Regions from separate parts of the Mus musculus genome. Here region 1 is linked to region 2. A link is a contact called in public HiCAR-type data. All regions are on one chromosome and are shown on one strand. Each heading gives the region's core, a stretch centred on a gene start, on an enhancer-like site or on the middle of the called end of the contact. The rest is flanking DNA. Distances are from core to core; before and after follow the strand shown.

What was found. HiCAR-type assays count read pairs that join an accessible place to other places.
Region 1: a contact with region 2 is called in a HiCAR-type map of astrocytes, with 2.7 times the contacts expected there. The contact joins the promoter of Mccc2 here to the promoter of Hexb in region 2. A contact is called at or near these places in 1 of 39 promoter capture datasets (liver) and 1 of 115 datasets of contacts at active chromatin or transcription factors (astrocytes).

The regions. Positions count from the first base shown.
Region 1 is chr13:100,014,356-100,017,910 of GRCm38.p6, forward strand. It overlaps Mccc2 (methylcrotonoyl-Coenzyme A carboxylase 2 (beta)), which reads right to left and starts at 1,284. Exons shown (of 17, transcript NM_030026.2): 1 at 1,031-1,284. The coding sequence starts at 1,159.
Region 2 is chr13:97,196,980-97,200,607 of GRCm38.p6, forward strand. It overlaps Hexb (hexosaminidase B), which reads right to left and starts at 1,378. Exons shown (of 14, transcript NM_010422.2): 1 at 1,047-1,378. The coding sequence starts at 1,282.

The DNA.
Region 1 (3,555 bases), core at 34-2,533, 2.8 Mb after region 2:
ACATGAAAGTATAAGGACTACTTGGAAAGAGAAAAGGAGACAGCAAAAGAGTGGAGAGGAGATAAGAGAGTCATGTATGTACATATAGTGAAGTGTATTTATTACTTTGTACAATTAGTATATAGTAGTTGTATTTTGTTGTAGTGGTGGTGGTAGTTTTTTTGAGAAGTTATTTTGTAACTTTGGCTGTCCAGGAACTGGCTTTGTTGATCAAGGTGGACCGAACCTCACAAAGATCCACCTGCTTCTGCTCTGTGTGCTCTAGGTGCCTTCAGCCCTTCAGGGCTAGGACACCTCTTACCACACAGCCGCACAGCTATCTGATTTCTAGTTAACGTTTCCCAGCCCCAAATGACTTTCATTCCTACACATCCAGGCCAAATACTTAAAATACCGCACAAACAACTTAGTGCTTAACTAAGTTAACTTCTTCCCTGGCAAATAACTGCTGGTTCTATGAATAATTCAGACGTTATCTGTAGAGGCCATGAAACAGATTTAAATGTTCCAGCTTTGATACTTCACAAATTATGAGTTGCTTCTTTGGCCAGGGGAAGCCACTCAGTCCCAAGAAAAGCTATGTAAAGACATTGTGAGCTGTGTATTGTTAATATAACTATTAAGCGGAAGAGTGTAAACTATCGTGCTATGGTAGTTCCTAAAGGTGGCTGCCACAAGACCGCTAAAGAATATACCCAGCCATGCAAACACGAGGACCACAACTTCGTGATTACAAAGTTGCCAAACCGGTCTCGGGCATTTGTAAGTTGTCCAAGCGACAATGCTTTGTGGGGTTTTGAGAACCACTGATTTGAGTGACACAAAATGCCAGTACCAGTCCTAAAAGTGAACTAAAATCTCACTGGAACGACTTCCTTCTGCAAACTTCACAGGACCCTACTGAGTCCCAGAATGACGCCTGAAGCTGCAAAGGAAAGAACAGCAGAGATCCAAGCATGCCCACCCTCTGGCCTCCGATGACTCCGGGGCAGGAAGGCGAACAGGCCTCCAGGACGCTCGCTCAACCTACCTGGTAGGTGGAGGAGGCCGAGTCAGGCTGGGTGCCCAGTCGGGCCACTGAGTCCCCGTGATAGGCACGCTGCGGGGGTACAGCAGCCCGACAGCACGGTCGCAGAGCTGACCTCAGCGCGCCCCACATGGCGATGGCAAACACCCAAAAGAGAAAGAGAGCGGCCCTGCAGCTCGGTTCTGCAGCTCCTGGGGGCTGCTCCTCCAGAGTCCTTGCAGCACCAGCCCTGGTCCATCAGCTCCCAGGCCAGCCCCGCACACGTGCCATCGCAGACCACCTCCAATTGGTCGGCGCTGCGCGCCACGCCTCTCTACTCCGCCAATGAGGCGCAGAAGAGCAGCTGCGCGAGTCCAGGTTCCATCGCGAGCCCAGGAACACTGGGCCGAGTAGAGCGAACAGATAAGTGGCTGCTGTCCTGCCGAAGCGTTTGTCACAAGCATGCACCCGCCTCTAGCCCATGTACTGCAGAGCTTCAGCACACCTGATCATTTTTAGAATGTGACAGATTGTAGACATCAGTACTGGGATCTTCACACCAATAAGGATTAAAAACACTCTGCGAAGTGCCTTAGTGTTGTTTTGTTTTGTTTTGACTCGCACACTTTATTGAATGCTTACGTGTTACTACAGCATGAGCAAAGTAAAAGCGCCAGGAGCATCAGAAAGATGAACAGGCTAAGGAGAGGGTCGGCTGTGCCCTAGGAGGAAAGATGCTGTAGGAGAATAGCACCCGAATAAAAGCCAGATTGGGTAGAAACACATAACTAAGATGGGAGCCAGGCTTGGTCGCTCTGTCTCCCTTGGGGACCATAGACTCTACCACTCTGCAGCTTCAAGAAAGAAGCCCGACCCACAGAAAACTATGGTAAACCAATTGATAGAAGGCTTGTCAAAGTTTCTGTAGCTTACTAAGTGAAGAGTCCACAGACTACTAAGTGAAGAATTTAGAGGCTAGGGTGGGCAACAAAATGAGACATTGTCTGAAACCAACTGTTTTAACATGAATCTTGAAGACAATGTCATCATACAAATAGTGTTGGGCTGAGTGGTAGAACGCTTGCCTAGAATGCAAAAGGCTCTAGGTGTGTGTGTGTGTGCGCGCGCGCACATGCACACAGAGGAGAGAGAGAGTAGGTGAAACATGCCTACTATATTAAATGGTGCTAATTTAGAAGGAGTGGCACTTTGTGTGTACAGACGTGGGTACGGTGTGTGTACAGAAGCACACATGGACACATGGAAGCTGGAGAATGTCAGTATCAAGCCATTACTCTGCCTTATTCCTTTGAAACCAAGTCTCTCACTGAACTTGCAGCGAGGTGTGCAGCTAGAAACCTCTGATCCTTCTGCCCCTGCTCAACCCAGTGCTTTTACCCACTGAGCCCTCCCTAGCTCCAGAAATGGCCAGCTTTTTTAAAATCTAAGAAAAACGAAGGCCTAAGTCAAATCAAAGTGAGTTCACCATGACATAAGCATTCTATCTTGCTACAAGCCGACCCCAAATAAGATCTTGTAATGTGGAAAATAACTTAAAGATTCACATGGCATCCAAGAAATGTAAAAGAAAACAAACCAAAGCAGAGCATTTGAGCTGAACGAAACATTTATTCCTGGCAACGAGGCTAAAAGAAAATAATTTCCTAGCAACTCCAGCACTCAAAAGGTCAATTAAGAGGATCAGCAGCTCAACCTTAGCCCGGGCTACACAGTGAGTGTGCAGGCAGTGTGGACTAAGCAAAAGTGCCCAAAATGTTTCCTCTGCTTTTCACTTAGTTAAAACTGTTTACCTTTGACCCTCCTACCGGTCCCGAGAGTTCCCACTGCTATCCAGGTGCCTCTCAAATTCATGGCTTATTCCTTAAATATATACACGGGTGGGAATAACTACACGACGCGGGCTGCTGAGTCTGTGTAATGGTGCCCATGTTTGTAGGCTAGGCTGAATACTTGGGATTGAAGTGTTAGGGTGTTAAAGTGTACTTGTAATGATGTGTATGCCCGAGGGACTGTACACACATATGCACCTGAGTGCAGTTGCCCAGAGGCCAGGAAAAAGGCCCTTACAGCTGAGGTCTTTTACAAACTGCCCACATCACCTGACCCATGCTTGTGAGAGGGTGGCTTAAGAGCATAGAGACACGTAGCTGAGGAGAGAAGTCAAAATTGTTTTTTTTATTCCTGAGACTAAAGCTTCAATTTCTTTCCTTATATAGAAAACAAAGCTTGTGTGTAGGGGAGGAAGGAACAAACTATCTTGCATTGTTATATATAAAAATTCATTAAAGGATGAAAGGAAACAAAACTTCAAACATAGAACCCCTTCATAAGCATCAAGAATTCTTCCAGCTATACTATGGATGTCTCTCTCTCTCCTTCCTCTCTCCCCCCTCCCTCATTCTCTCCTTTCTTTTTTCTTTGGAGACAGGGGTTCACTACCCTCAATTCACTCCTCCTGCCTTTGCATGTAGATTCTGGGATTACAGGCTTGTGCCACCATATCTGGCAATACTATATTTTTATAAAGT
Region 2 (3,628 bases), core at 128-2,627:
TATGGCTGGCACTCTGTGCCCAGAGAATGCCCGGCTTGACAGTTAAGTGCTAAATGAGGCAAGGGTTTTTAGGAAACCTATTAGAGAGGAAGACAGAGCAACTACTGCCAAGTGTTGGGAAAACAAGAAGAAAAGCAGATGTTACTTAAGAGCCACTTGAAAGGCCATTTGGAAAGACTAACATTTGAATACCTAACATTATTAGGTATGGAACATAGCTCGGAAGGGGGAGGTCTCCTATAAAGTTTCAACTTAAGGTTTCCCCCATTCCCCTGACTACCACCCCAGAGCTCAGAGGTTTAGAACTCTTACTCTCTTACAGAGGACCCAGGTTCGGCTCTCAGCACCCGCATTAGGGGCTCACTCCAAAATTTCATGCCCTGGGCATCTGCAGGTATCTCCACACATGCGGTACACATAAATTCATGCAGTCATATACACTTAACGAAAAAAAAACTGAAGAGACTAAAGATATCTGAATTGTTGCCACATACGGAGCTGAAAGCGACACTGGGGATACCTAGGGCCCTTAAAAGATCCGTATCTAAGGATGCACTCAGAGGAGGTTCACTCTGCAGGCTAGGACCTTGTTCCCTCCCTATCTTTGGAGTCATCTCAACTGCCCATCTGAGGCCCAACAAACTGACTCCAGCAGAGTCACGGGTTCCATTGTTATTCTGTTTTGTTTTGGTTTTTGGAGACAGGGTTTCTCTGTATAGCCCTGGCTGTCCTGGAACTCACTCTGTAGACCAGGTTGGCCTCGAACTCAGAAATCCACCTGCCTCTGCCTCCCGAGTGCTGGGATTAAAGGCGTGCGCCACCACGCCCGGCCGTTGTTATTCGGAACCCATCCTAAGTAGGGTCCCTGAGCACCTAGGGCGCGAAAGAAGAAGCATGAACAGGTCAAGTCTTGGGCTTCAGTCTGCAAAGTTTGGACCTAAGTTAGACTGGCTAGTCATGCTGTCTTCCAGTCCTGTGAGACCCAAGTAGCCCGGCGATCCTTCTCTGTGCCCAAGGTCCCCTCCCCGCTGGGTGGGGCTGCTCACCGCCGAAACGCCTCCTGTAGCAGCGAGCAGGAAGGGCCCGCTGTGGAATTGGGACTGTGGTCGATGCTGAAGTCCTCCGCGGAGATGTACAACAGCCGCGGGAACATCTGCACCGAGCGCGGGAAGGGCCATAGCGCAGGTTGCAGTCGGGCCGGGGCCACTAGGGCCAGCGACACTAGCGACACCAGCGCCTGCAGCAGCAGCAGCCCGGGGGCGCTACGCGGGGACTGCGGCATGACTGCTCCGCGAGTCTGGCTAGGCAGTCTTTGGACCAACCTTCCAGTCTGGGTCGCTGGGAAGAAAGCATCCGTGCCCGGGTCACCAAGTCAGATGACCGAGCTCCCCGCCCGGGCTCCGCCTCCGAGAGGGGATTGGCCCGGAAATTGGGGGCAGGCTCGGTGCAGAGGCGGTCGCGCTCTAGCCGGGATGCTGGGGTGTGGCTCACGCCTGTCACGCCTGAGGAACTTGTTTGTGCAGCCCACTGACAGGCAAGACCTGTCTCTTCCTCCACTCTTCAGGTAGTGTTTTTGTCACTAAATCTGACGGTGGTGGACTCTGATTGATAAAACCTCCCGAGTCAGAATTCCCAGGAGTTGACTTTGGAAGTAATGGGAGGTTAAAATTTATGCATGGAAAAAAAAATAGATAGGGGGAGCATTTAAAACTTGGGATAGACGCGATGGACTACATAAATATTAAAGTGATACAAAGAGAATATTTCTGTAGTGGAGATTAATGTCGATGTATAGTTTTCCAAGGACCTTTATAACGATTAGCTAGGGCGAACGTGCATATGTGTAATCAGAGATTACAGTATGTCTAATCACAGGAAGGCAACTTAGTAAGTAAATAGATGCTAGAAGATTGCTGGAGAGATGGCTCAGCAGTTAAGAACTCTGTTCTCAAAAAGAACCGGGGGGGGGGGTCAATTTCCAGCACCCACTTGGTGGCTCACAACTGCCAATAACTCCAGTCCCAGGGAATACTTCACCCTTCTGGCCTCTGAGGTTACCAGGCACGCATGTGGTACACAGATGTACATACAGATAAAACACCCATACACATTGTGGGGGCTATTCCCGGTTGTCATCTTGTCTATATCTGGAATGAACTACAATCTAGAATTAGAGGGCTCACCTGTGATCCAGATCTTGAGGCTGGGAGACACAAGATTCTGACCTAGATCTTGACACAGAGATCTTGAGACATAGTGGCCATGAAAAGCTTAGGCCCAGGCTAGGTAGGACACACCTTTAATCCCAGGAGAATGAGGCAAGGAGAGCTTTGAGTTCAAGGTCAGCCTGGAACAAAGCAAGTCCCAGATCCAAGCCTGTTGGTATTTACCTTATAATCTGGGCCACACCTTCTGCTGAGGCCTACATAAGGACTTTGGAAGAAGGAGGATTCATTCTTCGCCTGCTTGCACTTAGTTGCCAACACATCTGTTAGAACCTACTTCTGCAGAAGACCAGCTGAAACAATGAGCCTCGTGGGCCTGAGCAGCTACTAGACTCTTGGACTTCCTATTCACAGCTGACCATTGTTGGGTTAGTTGGACTACAGGCTGTAAGTCATCACAGTAAATTCCCTTAATATTTGGAGACATTCTATAAGTTCTGTGACTCTAAAGAACCCTGACTAATACACACACAGGAAAAAAAAATTTTTTTAAAAAAAAAGAAGACTGCTAAGTAGTTCAAAAATTGGGTTGTATCCTACAAGAGCACAGAAATATAACCCGAATTATATCTAGTATAACCACCCCTAGATAAATAAAAGAAGGAATAATAATATTCCACTTATAATGAGGGCAACTTACACAGTAATTTGTGACAGGCCTCTGTATGTAGTATTTGGAGATAAACACATCTAGACACAATCGATATCACCAGACCCCTGTCTCTTCCCCTCTCTTAGAACTACCATCCAGGTTTCCTCTTCTAGCTTCATTTTCTACACTGGATGTTTACAAAGACTTTTCTGGCAGCTCTCTTTTGCACTGCTTGCTGTGCCTGTGTGGTTTGGGTTTGTCTGGATCCTCTTTTTTCCTTGTGTAAATGAGAACCTGCTTGATGTTTTGCTAGGGCATGCACTTGAGAGAGCACATGGTGTAAACAAGGGCTCAGGGCCAGCTCCTTACAGGAAAATGCATGTCTATCCTAATAAAATCCCAACCCCAGTCAAGAAGCTCAATGTCACAGCTTCTCCTTTAGGACAAAGCTAGTGAAGGCCCATAAGCAGCACGCAGCATGGAGAGGCGAGCAGGTGTGTGTAGGCTTGTATTTTTTTTTAAAGATTTATTTATTTATTATTATAGTAAGTACACTGTAGCTGTCTTCAGACACACCAGAAGAGGGAGTCAGATCTCGTTACGGATGGTTGTGAGCCACCATGTGGTTGCTGGGATTTGAACTCTGGACCTTCGGAAGAGCAGTCGGGTGCTCTTACCCACTGAGCCATCTCACCAGCCCGGCTTGTATTTTTGAAAACCTACTCTGTCTAATAAGTGTACTTAAAAAGCTTTAACCACCTCCCTTCTATCCTACCACCCACCAGAGTCAGTAGAAAGGAAAGATTAACAG